Linked DNA regions of Mus musculus: regions 1, 2, 3, 5 and 6 are each linked to region 4. The links are chromatin contacts, called in public HiChIP or PLAC-seq and Micro-C maps. All regions are on one chromosome and are shown on one strand. The core of a region is the stretch at or near the end of the contact, and the rest is flanking DNA. Distances in the headings are between cores, read along the strand shown.

Region 1 (2,773 bases), core at 209-2,708, 500 kb before region 4:
CAAAGTCTACAAACGCAGCGAGCTTCTCCACAGCTCTAAGCCACTCTGAAGCTGGGGTGCTTCATGCTGGGTTTCACTCCTTCTCTACCAAGGATGTTCTTATGCACGTAACCACCACCCAAGCCGGAGGTCGTGAAAAGGTACACAGAGCTAATTCTGTTTCTGATTTTATCACTCTTCTAAGAACAATAAATTGTTTTCTGTCCTTCAAATCCCCAACACCCTTATAAACGATTTCTCATCTGAAACAAAGATACCCATCCTTGCTCTCAATTTCTACAAAGTCTTCAGACCTCGGCTCAACTCACTCTCTCTCAGATGCTCCGGTGTTACCTCCTCTACAAACACCAGTGAAATTCCTTCCACAATGTCACTAACTTTTTAAACAATTTTATTTGATGTATGAGTGCTCTGCTGCATATACATCCCCCTGCCTGAAGAGGGCATCAGATCCTCCTATAGATGGTTGTGAGCCACCAGGTGGTTGTCGGGAATTGAACTCAGGACCTCTGGAAGAACAGTCAATGCTCTTAACTGCTGGGACATCTCACCAGCCCCCCTCCCTCCCCCGGCAAGTTCTAATATTACATTTTAAATTAATGGCTAGGTCCCCCACTGGTCTACAGTTCCATGAGTATTTCCAGTTTGGTTTATCGTTATCTTGAGCACAGTAACAAGCTTATATTAAGGACATAAGAAATATCTGATGTGGGCCAGAGGGCGTAACTCTGCCGGTAGAACTGCCTAGCAGGCCTGCCGCCCTGGGCTGGATGACGTCATAACCCTAGACTTGTATACACCTAGCATGTTGATGCTCTCCTGTAATCCCAGCACTCAGGTGGAAACATGACCAGGCACACTCTGTAGCCAATATAAGACACTGACTCAAAAACAAAACTAAAAGGAAACAGAAACTATAAAATAAGGCAGCTAATGTAGATTTTACTACCTTAACTTCTATATACGGTGCCGAAAATATACTAAGTGCTTATAGTGGTGGCTGGGTGATTGCTTTGTATATTAAAATAAACGCTATGTAAATGGAGAAATTAAATAAAACATCTGGTGGGGTCGTTAGCTTTTGGAGCTCCGTTCTGCTCGACAGTGCACGTCTTGAGTATCCTGCCTATCCTATGCGAAGTCAATGGCCTCTCTTCCCACTGGCACTGGGCTCCACGCGCGAAACCCGGCTGCGGGACCCTCCAGAAGCAGGCGCTGACACTGCAGGGCAGGGCCAATAGGGAGGGCAGAACGGAGCGAGCCTCGCAAAAACCCGCCAAAGCTGATGTCCCCGACCCCTGCGCAGAAACCAGGCACGGCGGGACGCCACGTCGCAAGGGGACCCTGCCTGTCCTCACCGTCCCACTTCCTCCCTCCTTGTAAGCACAGACCCTGAACAGTCACCTCAACCTCAGCTCGGGATCCTTCCAAAATTCCCGCTCTACTCCACGCAGCCGCACTTCCGTTGCCCAGAGCAACAGGTCCCGCCCCCGAGGTGCACTTCCGACTTCCTAACTCTGTAGGGCGTACCATTTTAGATGACAAAGTGGGGGAATCTTTGCGGAGATGATGGCCCAAATTCGCGGGAGAGGGAGGTGCAACCGGCTCACACGCTTTGGGGGGAACCTCAGAGTAGCATGCGCGTTATGGTATGGCCGGGTTAAGCTTTCTTAGAGCTCTGTAGTTGAAGTCAGTGCAGAAGAGATTGAACCAATTGATGGAGGGTCAGGTCTTTTGCATCGGAAGCACCTCGCGCGCGCCCGCATGAGTGAGTGAGTGAGTGAGTGAGTGAGTGAGTGAGTGAGTGAGTGAGTGAGTGAGTGAGTGAGTGAGTGAGAGTGAGTGTGAGTGTGAGTGTGTGTGTCCGTCCGTCCCAGAAGCAGTGAATGTTCAATACATTCGTAAATAACCACCTGAGTGCACCGTCAAGATCAATGAAGCAGTGGACCGAAATTCTACTTTAGATTGAGGGTGCAGCTTGTGCACAGTGCCCAGAATCAACAAGCTCCTGGCTAGCTAAGCATGTGAAGGTGCTTAGGATGGTAGAGGAGAAGCAGAGGCATTACTATTTAGTGAAGCAAAGGATTCCTCTCGGGAATCACTCTTCTACATTTAGGTCTCCACACTGAAATATGAGAAGTTGTTAAAAACCAGCAGCTGAGGGTGAGGGCGATCCCTGAGGGGAATCCTTTACTTCACTAAAGAAACAGATGGCTTCATCCCATCTTCCCACAAAACCTTCCTTCCAAACTCCTTCTAGTTCCAAACTCCTTCTAGGACTGCACCATTCAGCTGTAAATCTGTTAACAATCTATACAGATTAAATAAGCATTCCATGTGTGCATCTAATAACACTTATTAAATTGTTTGTATGAATGTCTACCCCGATACATGAATAACATAGTACCTGTTTTTAATTTATTTTATTTATTAATTTTTGGTTTTTGTTTTGTTTTGAGACAGGGTTTCTCTGTATATCCCTAGCTGTCCTGGAATTCAATTTGTAGATCAGACTGGCCTCGAACTCAGAAATCCACCTGCCACTGCCTCCCAATGGTGGGTTTAAAGGCATGTGCCACCATTGCCTGGCTACCTGTTTTTTTATTAACATTAACTTTTTTTTGTTGTTGTTGTTTTTTTTTTTTTTTGGTTTTTTGAGACAGGGTTTCTCTGTATAGCTCTGGTTGTCCTGGAACTCACTTTGTAGACCAGGCTGGCCTCGAACTCAGAAATCCGCCTGCCTCTGCCTCCCGAGTGCTGGGATTAAAGGCGT
Region 2 (2,725 bases), core at 96-2,595, 330 kb before region 4:
TGTGACTGACTTCTCTTTCCTCAGTGACTGACCTGGGACGTCTCTGCTGTGTCTGTGTGGATTGCTATTTGTATTTTGTTCTGTGATAAATAGCTTTTCGAAACCAGGGTCCATTTTAAAATCACAAAATAGTACTTTATTTTGTGTACATGTTTTTATCTGCGTGTGTGTATACTCACGGAGGCCAGGAGAAGATGGTGGATCCCCTGGAATTGGAATTTTGGCAGATGGTTTTGAGCCACGTGTGGGTACTGGGAATTGAATCCAGTTCTCTGGCCAGTGCTCTTACCCGCTGAGCCATCTCTCCAGCCCCACGTTGTCTACTTTTACACAGAATTATTTTATTGTCATTGAATGATGAGTTCCTTATACAATATTAGATTCTTTTTAGACACACGATGTAAAACTATTTTCTTCTATCCCGTGGATTGTCTTTTCTGTTTTTTATAACACCACTTTTTAAATGTATTCTTTTATAATATAGTGTGGTATGGATACATGCATTTCACGGTGCCCCTTTGAGGTCACAAGACAGTGTACAGGAGCTGTCTCTCTCCTTCCTTGAATGTCCCTGTGGAACTCAGGTTACAAATCTGAAGACAAACGCCTTTTACCTGCCCAGCCATTGGGCCAGCCCGTAGATTTGTAATATATTTTAAAAATCAGAAAATATGCACCCTCCCTCTTTCTTCTTCTTTTTCAAAATTGTTTTAGCTATTTCAGATTTTATTTTTATGTGGGCATGTAAATGTTTGGGTCTGCTTGTCAAGTTTCATAAAGCAGGAAGCTGGAATCCTGGTGTAAGGTCTCAGGACCTTCCTGCACCATGCCTGCCTGGATACTGCCATGTTCCCGCCTTGATAAGAATGGACAGAACTTCTGAGCCTGTGAGCCATCCCCAATTAAATGTTGTCCTTATGAGAGTTACCTTGGTCATGGTGTCTGTTCACAGCAGTAAAACCCTAACCAAGACACCCATCTTGTGATGCAACCAGGATTCACTTACCTGGATGCCAATGACATACTCTTGAGAACTGTTAATACCTGAATTAAGAGAAAAATAAATTTCTTGACTTATAAACTACCCAGACTTGGGTATTTTGTTGTAGCAACACAAGATAAACTAAGGCATGTTGTATTGAATTTGAACATTAATTTGAGCAGCACTGGCATCTTAACAAGGCAAGCCTCTGGGATGGGGTGTAGCTTAACTAGTAGAGATTACTTGTTCACATTGCTCAAAGTCCTAGGTTTAATACCCAGCACCACCTAAGACTGCTCATGGTGGCACCTCTGTAATTCCAGTGCTCAAGAGGATCAGAAGTTCAAGGTCACCCTTAGCTAGGTAAGGAGTTCAAGGCCCCTCCCGACCCATACAAGACCAAATTCCAAAACAAAGACAGAGCAAAACTGTGCTCCTCCCTTCTCCCTTCTCCCTTCTCCACTGCCCCAAGAAGACAAAGGGAGCAGAATTGACTACCAGGGTTTCAGATGACCTGGGAGTAGGACAGAAATGACTGCTTCCAGGATCGCCTTCAGAGGGGCAGCTCAACTTCAGTCGGGATGAATCAAGGGTTATATAGTTTTGGGAAAAGGGCAAGGGATTTCTAGGTGGGTGGGTTAATATCGTTGACTACAGTTTAGGGTATGGAATAATGCCTCGTTTGTATCGAGAGGCATTCCAGGAATTCCAGGTGGCAGGTTCTCATTGGGAAGGAAACTGAACCTATAATCTCGCCAAGGCTACGTGACATTCTGCAGGTAGAGAGGGTAGGGGTTAGGAGCTCGCCAGACAAGGTCAGAGAAGGAGAAGCCCTGCTGGTAAAGGTAGTTCTCCATTTTGTACCAAGCTCAAGAGAGCTGTCCAGACAAAACTTGGACCTTGATTAGCAGGGCCCAACCCAAAACAGCAGCAATAACAAGCCCATTAACACCACCTTCATCACCACCACCACCACGATCATCATCACTACTACCATCACCACAGCAAACCCAAACAAAAGGTGTTCTCCAAGGAAGTCTTCTGATCTATGAACAGAGGATATCTTTCCATATACTTGGTCTTTTATGGCACATTTTTAAAAAGTCTTTGCTTGTGTAAGTCCCAAGGCTTGAACTCAGGTCCTTAAGCTTGGCAGCAGACAGGTTTACTCACTGAGCCATCTCCCTGGCTCCTAGAGCATTTTACATTTTGTCATTGGAAGTAATTCCTGCTGACTGTGGTGGCACAAGCCTTTATTCCAGCACTTTGGTGGCATAGGCAGGACAATCCCAAAGCCAACCTTCAGGCTAGTCAGGACTACAAAGTGAGACCTCGTCTAAAATATGAAAAAAATCTAATTTTTTGATGCCACCTTAAATGAAATTGTCTTAAATTTTATTTTGGGCTATGCAAATTCTATCGTATAAAACACAGTCAATTTAAAATAAAAACTGGGATGGTGGGGAGAGCTTGGAGAGATGGCTCAGAGGGCGAGAGCACTTGCTGCTCTTGCAAAGGGGTTTGAGTTTGGTTTCTGGCACCCACATTGTGGTTCACAATCACCTGTATGTTAATATGATAAAAAGAAAATGGCTTCTGACCTTTGAGGGTTCCTATACCTACAAGGTGCACACATGCTCACAAAGGCAAACACACATACATATAAATAATTGTAAATAAATAAATATCTTTTAAAAATTTTGAGGGGTCATGGTCTTGCTACCCAGCCCTGGCTGGTACTCC
Region 3 (2,700 bases), core at 55-2,554, 470 kb before region 4:
GAGGTAACAGGGCACTACATGGATTTGTGCTTTAGGAAAACTAAAGAGGCCAGAATGAAGACCAAAGCGAGCCCAGCTCCTATCACCAGGAACCAGGTTCCCTCAGGAGAGCAGCCTGGGAGAGTGGCGGTTGGCCCTGGGGACCGAGGAGGTCAGCAATGATTTCAGGTGATGTTGACTGCTCTGTGTCTGTGGTCTGGGGGGCAGAATGCCCACCGAGACTAAGGGTGATCCTATAGGCGCTAGAAATGGACTGTCCCCAATTTATGGCAACAGAAGATTACTTGGCTAATGGGGACCAGTTATAGATTTCCTAATTGACAGGAGTCTAGTAAAAAGTTGTGAATTTTCTGAACCTCGCCATGTCAGTCTTAATCTACCAATTAGAAATTGATTTCAGCTTCTTTATTAGGCATTGGTGAAAGCTCTACCTATGTATACGCTAGGAAAAAAACAGCTGGAAAACATGGCAGACAGACTCTTCCAAAGGAGACAGCTGTCTGTGTTCTGGGTGTCTGGGGATAGTTGGCAAGCTGTACTCTGTAGCCTGTTGCTAAGGACCACTTCAGGAGGATGCTGGGCTGTAGCACCTGGAGGCAGCAAGGCCAGCAGAGCAGCCTTTGCTCTGGATGCTGTTGGGGTTCCTTAGCCAGCAGGGGCCTGCTCCTGTGTCCTTAGCTATAAACATAGTTTGGGAAAATTGACCCCAGGCAGAGGGGACAACTGTCCTTTGCTTAGCTAACAGGTGGAAGAAACTTGGCCCTCAATGGCTTGGTCTCTAAATGCCAAGCAGGCCCCTTTTGGAAGCATTTGAGTGATCTAATGTGGCTTTGAAAGAGAGTAAGGCCAAGACGACGGGTGGGTGGAGGGGCTTAGATCCAGATCACTCATGTTGTTGGGGTGAGAGGTGGGGGTGATGTCATAGGAGCCTCCAGGCCACCTGAGGAAATTCTCTGGTTTGGCTGTGGCTTTGCTTCAGACTTTCATAGGAGAAGAGTTTGAATTCTTAGGCCACAATGTTGTCATACCAGGGGATTTTCTAGAGGCAAGTTAAGGCTTTGTGGGTAAAGAAAACAATTCCAGATGATACTGTGACAGGATGCTGAGGTGACATGCTTCCTAAGAACTCTCTCATGTGCCTAAAGGAAGAAAACCCAGGGGTTCCTTCAACTCCACAAGTCCTGTCTCCACACCCCCACACCCACTTCCTCCTTCTTTTAAAACTGTCACTCAAGTCAGGATCAAGGCCACAGGAAAAGAAAAGCCTCTCACATCTCTAACACCTGCTTCCGGGGCAAACATAAACACGTGCTCTGTATCTCCGGACCTGGCAAACTCTATCTCAAGTCAGCCACTTACAAAGAGGGCTCTCATCCGGATGCCAGCCAGATAAGCTCAGCCACCCAGAAGGTTCAGCTGAGCCAGAGCGAGCCTGCCCAGGAAGGACCTCTGGCTTGGCAACCATCCACCCTTAGCCTGGTCACACTGAAGACCGAGGCACTCTCCTCATTACTGTGGCTCTCACCCGCTACAGTCACAAGACTACCCTCAGAATAGCAAGGAAACGGTCATGACGGTCAAGACTAGGAAGAGAGGCCAGAGACGGGGTTTTGGATGTTGCCTCGTGTCCTAACTAGGAAAAGTTGAATGCACACGCGCCTTCTCTCTCTTAAGATGAAGATGAGCTTAGGGGTCAGGGTTCACTCCCTTCTACGTGCAACTTCAGACACACTTAACAATGATGGAGAGAATGATTCACAAGTGAGTGAAGCAGCCTCAGAGATGCTATAGAACAAGGTAACAGGTTCAAGAGAGGTGAAGTGACTTGCCCGTGTGTCCGGCATGAGTCAGAGCCAGTGGGGGTGAGCAACCAGGTCTCCTGACGCTGGTTCTGTAACACCATGTGAATAAAGGAAGACACCCTTAGAGGAATGTTTCAGTAGATCCCAAGGTTCCCTGTGAGTGTAGGATACCACAGGCGTGAGAGGGATACACTGACACGTTTTCCACCTTCACTCTGCTCTGGCATGGAAGACACAAAGTTGGTGCAGGAAAGAACGGGCGTTCAAGTCTGCAAGCTTCCCTGCTAACTAGGCAGTCTTGATCATCATTTTGATGCTAGGTAATCCTAATTTGACTGAAGTCCATGGTTTCCAATTATTTGGGAAGCAGGGAGTACAACTGGAATAATATAGGTGCACTCCGCACTTGGGTCTTAATGTTATTCCAGCCACAGAATTGTCTACATCTATGTAATTTATATCCTTGATTTAAAAACAGAATACTCTCTAAACGCTAGAGCGAGGCAGCCCAGAGGAAGGAAAGCAGCCGACCTACATAGAGGGCTGTCCTCCCATTCATTAGGCAAAGCTGGCACCTCCACAGTCATGCCTCTGTACTCTCATTCAGGGCCAAACAAGAATTTTCCTGTCCGACTGCCACGGTCACGGTCTCATTTCCATGTCTGAGAGCCCAAAACTTAAATAAAGAGCCTCAGTTGATTTCATGTGAAGCAAAATGGAATGCCAGTGCCATTCAGAGTGACACACTAAGGAGGCTTCAGCTGGTACACGTCCCCTCCCCCAGCCCCAGGGAGGGCCTGGATCTCTAGGCGTATGGCAGCTCCACCTCTCCCCAGTGGGCCTCCAGGCCTGTTGCTTGGACCAGGCTCCCAGGACAACCTCCCACTTCCTCCTAAGT
Region 4 (2,996 bases), core at 496-2,995:
AGATGCTGCAGGATTTTGGATGGATGGACCAGGCAGCCCAGGGTAGGAAGTGTTCAGAGAAGAGAAACCTGACAGGCACAGAGCAAAGAGCTTGGTGCTGGTAAACAGCTAGGAAGCAGGGGGCGTGGAGACAGGTGGAATGGAATGGAGAAGGATATGGAGTCACTGGAAGACTGCAGGGGCCATCACAGCTATCTCATCGGAGGATGAGCTCAGACTAGGGGCCTGAGCAATATTATCACAGGTGTGAAAGCTTGTATATGCTTGGCCCAGGGAGTGGCGCTATTAGGAGGTCTAGCCTTGTTAGAGGAGTGTCACTGTGGGCGTGGGCTTTAAGACTCTCATCCTAGCTGCCTGGAAGCCAGTCTTCTATCTGCCTTTAGATGAAGATATAGAACTCTCTGCTCCTTCTGCACCATGCCTACCTAGATGCTGCCATGCTCCCACCATGATAATGGACTGAACCTCAGAACCTGTAAGCCAGCCCCAATTAAATGTTGTCCTTGTAACAGTTGCCTTGGTCACGGTGTCTGTTCACAGCAGTAAACCCCTAATCAAGACACAGGGTAAGTAGCAGTAAGATAGGAGGAAAGACCAGTCCTGTGTTTGCTGATGCCAGCATGTGTGTGAGTAAAGGTCCACTTAGCCAGGGGGAGGCCCAGTGACCCATGCTGACTCAATGGCTCTCAGCTTGCTCGTTCACTCTCCAAATAGCACCCCCTCTTTTAAAAACAGGTTGTCAGCAACCTCCTCATTTCCACAAACCACACCTCAAAGGGAGAAAATCTGGCTAAGAAGACCTGTGCTAACCCTGCTGATCATAGACTTTCCTGTCCCTGCCGGCAAGGTCTGAAAGAAGCTAAAATCAGGTCCCCTTGAGAAAAAGTCTCTGTACTTTTGTATTTGTGTTAAGAGATAAAAAGCAGCCATTTCCTATAGTCCCTCACCCTGTGAACATGTCAGAACCAACAATTACAAAGAGAACGTCCACAGCCTGCAGCCCTGAATGGAGCTCAGCTTAGTTGGAGAGAAGAGGACACAGTCCTTTCAACAAGGCCACGTACAAATATTCCATATCTTAACTCTGGTCAGTATGGTAGGCACGTGGCCTTCAAGTGAGGGTCCCTGACCCAAGAGGATTCCAGATGAGAAGGCTCCCAAGAAGCTACAAAGCCAGAAACGTCACTGTCATAAGGGCCCCACCTGCCATGCCCTGCCTGCCATGCCCAGGTCTCTGTCTGTCTGTCGAGACCCTGTTCTAGCACAAAGTAACCGGATGGCATCAACCGTTCTAGGTAGAAGGCAAAGTTTGGGGATTAGGACCCGAGATCCCACCCTCAAGTCACGATTGCGATAATCATCCCAGTTTGAGAAAGGGTGGCGCAATAAAGGTCCCCGATGCTGCCCAAAAGCTTACCAGACCAATTTTAAACAAAACAAAACAAAAGTACGAGGACAGTCCGCGCTCACCAGCTGAGGCGTCCAGAGGACGCTCAACGTCCGCGCCGTCCCCTGAGGCCCACCGGCCCCGAGTCCGGCCAGGACCACGTGAGGCCGCGCCCCGGCCTAGTTGCAAACCAACCCGTCCCGAGAGCCACAGGCGGCTGGCGACAGAAACGGGCGGCCCGGGACTCCCTGTGGCCGTCCCCTAGCTCACCTGAAAACCCGGCCGCGCTTTCCCAGGTTTCACGTGGAACCCTTGCCGGGTGCGGAAGCTCCTTGCCCGGACAAGCCCGGCTTCGGCTACCTGTCTATTGGTTCTCTGGGGCGTAGCGCCCGCCTAAGGACTCTTCTGATTGGTTGATCCTGCTCCTCCTCAGTAAGTGTGCCAACTGGAAGGGGTGGGGCTACCGAAGGAAGAGGGCGTGGCCTGCGCCGGGATAGGGCAGCGTTTAGGAGGTTAGCATAAAACCGAATGGAACGTCCGGTTTCTGACCCGACGCCTAGTGAACCGCAACCTTCAAAGACTTAAAGCCTCAAAGAGCACATCCCGATCTGCCTCGGGGAACTGCAGCCCCTCCAGGCTTGGGGTTGTGAGAAGTCCGTGAAATAATACAGTATTCGTTAAACTTGGGGGAAAAAAAATCAGGTTTGCTTCTTCTGCACTGCTTTTTCAATATTTATTTGATTTGGGTTTTTTGTTTGTTTATTTTTTGTTTTGTTTTTTGAGACAGGATCTCAAGCTGTCCTCTCATTTTCTTTTTTTTTTTTTTCTAGTGTCAAGTTCACATAATGTCCTCGCTTTTTCTGTGTTAGCTGTGAATGAGCCTCTTGCCTCTGCCACCCTAGTGCTGGGATCACGCGTTTTGCCACCACACTCATCTTAAGTATTCCTTTGTGATTTTTTTTTTTTAGGAATGGGAGAGTTGCTCAGCGGTAAAAAAGGTGCTTGCTCTCTCTGTAATCCTGACAATCTGAATTTGATCCCTGAACCTTCTTAGCCTAGGCAGCTCTGGGCGTGGTTGCACACACCTTTGATCCCAGCACTCCGGAGGCAGAGGCGGGTAGATCTCCGAGTTCCAGGACAGACTGGTGTACAGAGCAAGTTCCAAGATAGCCAAAGCTACGCAGAGGAGAGAGGTAGAGAGGGGGAGAGGGAGAGACAGAGGAAGAAGAAGACGGAGGGAGGGCAGGCGAGCCAGATGCAGTGGTATTTATCTGTGACCTCAGTAACTCCTACAGTTAGATGATATATGGAGACAGAAAAACTAACTGGAGCTCTCTGGCCAGCTAGGGTAGGCAGAAACGAGATACCCCAATCAACAAGAAACTCCCTGAGCCAGGCGGTGGTGGCCCACGCCTTTAATCCCAGCACATGGGAGGCAGAGGCAGGCAGATTCTGAATTCGAGGCCAGCCTGGTCTACAGAGTGAGTTCCAGGACAGCCAGGGCTACATAGAAAAACCCTGTCTCGAAAAACCAAAAAAAAAGAAAGAAAGAAAGAAAGAAAGAAAGTCCCTGAAGTTGTCCTTTAGCCTGCATATGTGTGTTCAGCCC
Region 5 (2,700 bases), core at 141-2,640, 380 kb before region 4:
CATCAGCCTTTTGGCTTCTAAATATCATGCTGACCGCCAGCAGCGTGGACTGAGCTGCTTTTGGCTGCCTACCCGGACAAAGCTTCATTTATCTTCACCTGGGTAAAGCGGGTTATAATTATTTCTTCTGCTTCCCGACCTTCAGAGGATTATGTCCTTCCTAGTCAAGCAAATGAGGGGAGGCAGTGAGGAGGGGAAATGCATTCTGCTTAGTGTGACTGTAACCCAATGGTCCTTGAAAAGCTCTGGGCACAGATCATGTTGACTCTGCCAATCCTGCAATCTCTCCCAAGCCTGTTCTTGGAACCTGCCTCTGGGCCAGGTAAAACTTGACCAGCTGGAGGTGAGGGCACCACAAAAGAGGAACCAGAAAGTGGAACCCCCAACTGCGCACTTAAGGTGAACCACTTGATTAACTCAGCATTCAATATAATCTATTCCATTTGTACGCAGGCATGCACACATGCATTTGAGAGCTAAGACCTCAAAAAAGATCATTATGGGTGTATTCAACATCCCCTTGGAATCTAGCCAACTCCGGTAAGTCCCATCCTCGATACAGTCAATAAATGTTGTTCAGAGTGCATGGGTGGATGGAGAAGGGCCTCACAGATGGCTCATACAATTCTCCCCTTCCTAAGCATCCCAGACAGGTGGCTATCATCTGGCCTCTGGCTAGGCACTTCCAAGGTCGATGCTCTGGCTGCTCGGCCTGGCAGGCAGCCCGGGGCGCTGCTGGACAGATCTTGTGGGGAAAGCCCACGAAGCACCTAGAACAGTTGCCCCACAAGCTCAATAAAGTGCGCCTCCAAGTAGGTCAAAAATTGCTTCCCTACAACTTGAACCCATCGGTCGTAGGTGAGCCCCGGGATCCCAAAATGCATCGGCCCATCGAAAGGGCTTGTAGTCAGGCCCTTTCAGGTTTCCAGCATCCTGCACTCTCTACCCTGAGTCTGGCCGGCCAGATACCTCCCCCAGGACCAAGACTTCAGCATTGATCAGAGCGAGGGATGGCAGCCAGGAGGCCTCCGTCGGCCTTGTCCCCAACCTCGGTTCCTCGAGCAGGAGAGGACAAAGGACCTTTAGGAAGGCGTATCCCACCAATGGGTTGGGCTGCCCCGTCATCAGACAAGCTGGCCCTCTAGATCCCCGCAGTGCCAGGTGACAGTCCCCCAAACAGTCCCCACGGATCCGGAGCACTCAAGCTGCGGCGCGATGGGCCGAGCCACGCTGGGGACCGGGTAACTCGGGGTTCTGGCCCGACGCATCCAAGGCGCGATCCCTGTTTGGTGGAACTCGCCCAGCCGAGGTCTTACCTTCTCTCATTGACTCCAGCAGTCCAACCCGCCCGGAGTCCGGTTCCCGCAGCTCCGCAGCTGCCGGCTGCGCTCATAGAAATACAGCCGGAACCCCTGGCCAGCGCAGCTCCCGCCGCTACCGGCCCCGCCCAGGCAACTGCCGCCACGCCCCTGACGACCGCCTCTGCTACGCCCCCAAGCAAGGCTCTCCCAGTGTCCATTGGATCACCCAGCCGCCACTCTATTTGTTCATCGCGCTTGTTGCGTCTATATGGTGGCCCATTGGTCAGTAGGACTGCTCCTCAAGGTGGAGGCGGAGATTCTTAGCGGGCAATTCTCCTATAATTGGTTACTTTTGATGTCTTTAGCCAGTGGGCCTAGATGCTATTGGGTAAGGTCCTCCCCGAGGGGCGGGATAAGGGGAGCCGGCTAAAGGATGGGTTATGTTTGATGGTTGATGATACGGAGTAGAGGAGAGGGCCTATTGTGATGGCTTTCTGAGTTCTGGGGCAGAAAGGTCCGGAGTCTTATAGAGATGAACTGGGGAAAGAGATAGCCCAGCCGTGGGGTTCTCAGCACTGGTGTGCCCAGGAAGATGAACCTGTAGCTCAGGACGTAGGTGTTTGAAGTGTGGAGTCCTAACTTAGTAGAGCAGAGGTGGTGAGTCACTAAACCAGAAAGCAAGAGGTGGAGGCGACAAAGAGGTGGAGGCAGCAGCCTTTGACCTCTTTCAGCTAGGGAAGTGGGTGGGAACATGCAGGACTTTATGGACCTGTTACAGTCCCTATGATCTTTCAGCTTTTAACCAGCCCTTGTGGTTGGAGGCCACTTGGAAGAAGTGACCTTTGAAGTCAGACTGCAGTCTTGGCCGTGCCTTTTAGCCTTTTAGAGTTCTCACTGACTATATTTGGTAAGTGCTGGTTGCTGATAGAAGATCAGTACAGTGCGTGGTGTTCCACGGGCGTTTATCAAGACTAGCTATTCATCACTCACCCTCTCCATCCATGCACCTAGACTGGGTTCTACCATTCTGTGAACCTGAGGCTCTGTTCGCAACGGCACGTGCCTGATGGAGAGAATACTGACAACCCGAAAGGGAGCTCCAGTGAGGCAGCCACCGACACACTGCCAAGGCACGCAGTGTGGCTCCAAGAGAAGAGGCAGGAGACAGAAGGAACACATAGCCAGAGGAAGGAATTTAGATTTGAAGCAATGTTAAATTTTCTCTTAATACATTTCCGGACCCCGACAAGGAAAGCATGAGCCAACTCAAGGAGGAGGAGCCAGCACCGGTCTCCTGTTTGTTATTCCAGCAGGAAGCTGAGGCAGGAGGATTGCTTTACTTTGAAGCTACATAATGAGTCCTCCTCTGTCACAATGAGGCCTTGTCACAAACAAACAA
Region 6 (2,700 bases), core at 149-2,648, 360 kb before region 4:
ACACATGTGTCTTCATGTCCTGGACTCTTGCCGAGTCCCCAGGACCCTGAACCTGGCGATCTGTGTGGCTGCCCTGAGACGTACAGTATGGTGTAGTGTGCTGCCCTGGGATTTCCCAGGCACAATCATAACAATTCTGGGTGCTTGCGCTTACGTTTGTGGGAAACTTTTCTTGGATCCTAGCTACCAGCTGGTTTGAAGGAACCCAAACTAGCCCGTGTGGAGAGGCCACATGCGGAGACTAGGAGTAGGTGTTTGGGCTGACAGCCCAGCTGGGGCTTCAGCCAAGCCAGCAGACATGTGGGTGAAGATGCCTGCAGATGACTGTAGCCCCCGCTGCTGAGTCAGTCTTGGCTTGGGGCAAAAGTTAACCACCCTTTCTAGTTCTTGTTTGACTTTCTGACCTGAGCCCTTCAGCAGATCAAATGGATTTCATGGGACCTAAGTTTTATGTAGTTTGTTATCAAGAGAGTTTGACCTGTGCCCATTAGACCCGCACAGGTGAGTCCATCCATGTTCTGACAAACCACGGTCAGTGTAGAACATGAGAAGCCAAACGTGCACGTGGTACTCCGAAAGAAGCCCACCACAAAGATTCAGGCTCTCCAGTTAGTCCAAGGGAGACTCCCCAGGAGAGTGGGTTGGTTGCTACATGATCCCAGCTCTTGGGAGGTGGAGGCAGGAGGATCGTTAGCTCCAGGACAGCCTAAGATATATAATGAGACCCTCTCTAAGAAAGACAAATATGACCATCTGAAGTCATGGATCGCTTCTGTACATGCAAGCACTCACGCATGTATGCATATCTGTACATGTGCGTGCACACGCACACACACACACACACACACACACACACACACAGAATTTGTGGGTGAAGAATCCCATGGGAGTTTCTTTCATTTACGTGTTTATCCATTTGCTGAAGAATTCTTTCATTTGTCACACAATTGCTGAGTATTTATGAAGAGACAGACCCTGAGATCCCTCTATTCTATGATGTGCCACCTTCCAGAGGTCAAACAGAAGAGCTTGGACAGTAAATGATGGGGCTTTTAGGGGGAGTGTTAGGCTCAGCTGCTGTAGGGCCCTGTGCAGATACCATCCTCCACCCTCCACCCTCCGCCCTCCACCCTCTAAACTCCACCCTCTGGTGTTAGAGTGGAAAGTCACGAGCTTCTAACCTTTTTGCTTCTTTGTTTATTCCAACCCTAATTGCTGTAAACACAGTGACATCAGAACATACTCATGTTTCTCAGATAGTATGGTGTCTGGAGGAGAGCGATGACTAATATAGTTGTGCTATCATATCAGTGTGCTCAGGGCTCAACTGAGGACACCAGAGCAAACTGTCTCAGCACAGGCTGCCTCAGCCACCCTGGTAGCCCACAGCTCCTTGGCTCCATCCCACAGGGCTCCATTCCCTGCCAAGGCTCATGTGCAGTGCAATGTGCCTTTGTGCTTTTGCTCTCTCTTTGGCTTGGGAAAAGCCTCTAGTACCTGCCATTTGTTTGTGAGCAGGGAGCTATCCTCTTGATTGCCTCCAGGAGACAGGGCAGGAGGAGGGCTTGGAGATAAAGATGCCTGTGGTTGAATTGTATCCCATTTTAAAAAGATTGTATCTTGATCATTTTGGGATAGAACCATTGCAATCGATGATAAATTAAGCTATAGTCTTGCTGGCTTGGGATCACAGGCCTTCAGTGAAAGATGAATGTCTTTAAAAGAAGATGAGGGGCTGGAGACATGGCTCAGTGGCTAAGAACACTGACTGCTCTTCCTAGAGGTCCTGAGTTCAATTCCCAGCAACCACATGGTAGCTCACAATCATCTGTAACGGGATCCCATGCCCTCTTTTGGTGAAGACAGTGTACTCACATGCATAAAATATAATAAATGATCCTTTTAAAAAAATAAAAGAAGAAAAGAAGATTTGAATGTCGACACTGATGTAGAAACTGAGACAAGGGGAGATGCCAAGTGATCATGTAGAGCAGGGTGAGGTATCTACAAACCCAACAATGCCAAGGCTTGCTGACAACCACAGAAGGGGAGCGAGGGGTGTGGTTATAGTCTTCCTGCACTGTAATGAAATGTCTGAAACAATAAAATTATAAATAGGAAGGGTTTATTTTGGCTCACGGTTTGGAGGTTCCAGTCTATGGACCATGGGCCTACGATGAGAAGAGCGTCGCGGTAGGAGCCTAGGGTGGAACAAGGCAGACTGGGATCCTGGAGTGCCCTCTGCCTCTCCTACAGATTCCTTCCAGATGGAATTCGAGATGGAACAGGGGATATTCTCATATGATAAAATCATAGAGAAAAGTATGCTAACACAAGTTCAGGATAGTGGTCCTTATGGGAGAAGATGGAAGCAGCAGAAGGCTCCCATGATCTGAAGATGCACAAACATGGCTTTTTATGTTATTGACCCCCAAACCTACACTCCACCTTCTCATGTGTGGCTCACTCCTCAGCATGGATTCATGAAGGCTGCATCACTGACGAGTTTATTCAATAAAAATGTGTAAAGAACCAAGTGTTTCTTATGAGCACTCTAGTTAATTAACATAGACTCTATGCTTCTCAGAGTTCTAAGAGGCACTGATGGGGCATGGTGGCACAGGCCTGCAATTCTGCAGGAGGATTGTGAGTCTCAGGCCAGGCTTCATAGTGAAACTTGGTCTCAACACCAATTTTAAA

The links. A called contact is a pair of places that touch in the nucleus more often than the background predicts. HiChIP or PLAC-seq counts read pairs in DNA pulled down with a chosen protein or histone mark.
Region 1: a Micro-C map of embryonic stem cells shows a contact between it and region 4, with 4 times the contacts expected there. The contact joins the promoter of Fanci here to the promoter of Aen in region 4. A contact is called at or near these places in 2 of 39 promoter capture datasets (liver and pre-B cells), 3 of 484 Hi-C or Micro-C datasets (embryonic stem cells, muscle stem cells and regulatory T cells), 2 of 115 datasets of contacts at active chromatin or transcription factors (embryonic stem cells and forebrain) and 1 of 9 other capture datasets (liver).
Region 2: an H3K4me3 HiChIP or PLAC-seq map of embryonic stem cells shows a contact between it and region 4, with 6 times the contacts expected there. The contact joins the enhancer-like site here to the promoter of Aen in region 4. A contact is called at or near these places in 4 of 115 datasets of contacts at active chromatin or transcription factors (embryonic limb bud, embryonic stem cells, extraembryonic endoderm stem cells and 1 more) and 2 of 9 other capture datasets (liver and pancreatic islet).
Region 3: a contact with region 4 is called in an H3K4me3 HiChIP or PLAC-seq map of embryonic forebrain, with 4 times the contacts expected there. The contact joins the enhancer-like site here to the promoter of Aen in region 4. A contact is called at or near these places in 1 of 39 promoter capture datasets (the HPC-7 cell line), 13 of 115 datasets of contacts at active chromatin or transcription factors (the NIH/3T3 cell line, astrocytes, bone marrow-derived macrophages and 7 more) and 1 of 9 other capture datasets (liver).
Region 5: a FOXA1 HiChIP or PLAC-seq map of pancreatic cancer cells shows a contact between it and region 4. The contact joins the promoter of Abhd2 here to the promoter of Aen in region 4. A contact is called at or near these places in 7 of 39 promoter capture datasets (the C10 cell line, the HPC-7 cell line, embryonic stem cells and 2 more), 1 of 484 Hi-C or Micro-C datasets (regulatory T cells), 11 of 115 datasets of contacts at active chromatin or transcription factors (bone marrow-derived macrophages, embryonic basal ganglia, embryonic stem cells and 6 more) and 3 of 9 other capture datasets (adipose tissue, liver and macrophages).
Region 6: a contact with region 4 is called in a FOXA1 HiChIP or PLAC-seq map of pancreatic cancer cells. The contact joins the enhancer-like site here to the promoter of Aen in region 4. A contact is called at or near these places in 2 of 39 promoter capture datasets (the HPC-7 cell line and erythroid cells), 6 of 115 datasets of contacts at active chromatin or transcription factors (embryonic stem cells, forebrain, pancreatic cancer cells and 1 more) and 2 of 9 other capture datasets (adipose tissue and liver).

The regions. Positions count from the first base shown.
Region 1 is chr7:79,391,023-79,393,795 of GRCm38.p6, reverse strand. It overlaps Fanci (Fanconi anemia, complementation group I), which reads right to left and starts at 1,458. Exons shown (of 38, transcript NM_145946.2): 1 at 1,405-1,458. It also overlaps a transcript of Rlbp1 not described here.
Region 2 is chr7:79,221,826-79,224,550 of GRCm38.p6, reverse strand. No RefSeq gene overlaps it. Among named protein-coding and RNA genes, the nearest start is that of Gm39040, 24 kb to the left of the region's middle. Within about 2 kb of position 1,345, at least 8 of the 459 cell types and tissues checked have an H3K27ac peak or open chromatin away from gene starts, as enhancers often do. A contact at or near this core is called in embryonic stem cells, where this site is marked.
Region 3 is chr7:79,362,190-79,364,889 of GRCm38.p6, reverse strand. No RefSeq gene overlaps it. Among named protein-coding and RNA genes, the nearest start is that of Gm24224, 9.7 kb to the right of the region's middle. Within about 2 kb of position 1,304, at least 137 of the 459 cell types and tissues checked have an H3K27ac peak or open chromatin away from gene starts, as enhancers often do. A contact at or near this core is called in the HPC-7 cell line, astrocytes, embryonic forebrain and 3 more, where this site is marked.
Region 4 is chr7:78,894,676-78,897,671 of GRCm38.p6, reverse strand. Aen (apoptosis enhancing nuclease) reads right to left here and starts at 1,745. Exons shown (of 4, transcript NM_026531.5): 1 at 1,658-1,745. It overlaps Gm39039 (a long non-coding RNA gene), which reads left to right and starts at 1,890. Exons shown (of 2, transcript XR_882236.1): 1 at 1,890-2,089.
Region 5 is chr7:79,271,956-79,274,655 of GRCm38.p6, reverse strand. Abhd2 (abhydrolase domain containing 2) reads right to left here and starts at 1,390. Exons shown (of 11, transcript NM_018811.6): 1 at 1,317-1,390. Gm31510 (predicted gene, 31510) reads left to right here and starts at 1,627. Exons shown (of 2, transcript NR_169073.1): 1 at 1,627-1,689.
Region 6 is chr7:79,253,104-79,255,803 of GRCm38.p6, reverse strand. No RefSeq gene overlaps it. Among named protein-coding and RNA genes, the nearest start is that of Gm39040, 6.9 kb to the right of the region's middle. Within about 2 kb of position 1,398, at least 45 of the 459 cell types and tissues checked have an H3K27ac peak or open chromatin away from gene starts, as enhancers often do. A contact at or near this core is called in liver and pancreatic cancer cells, where this site is marked.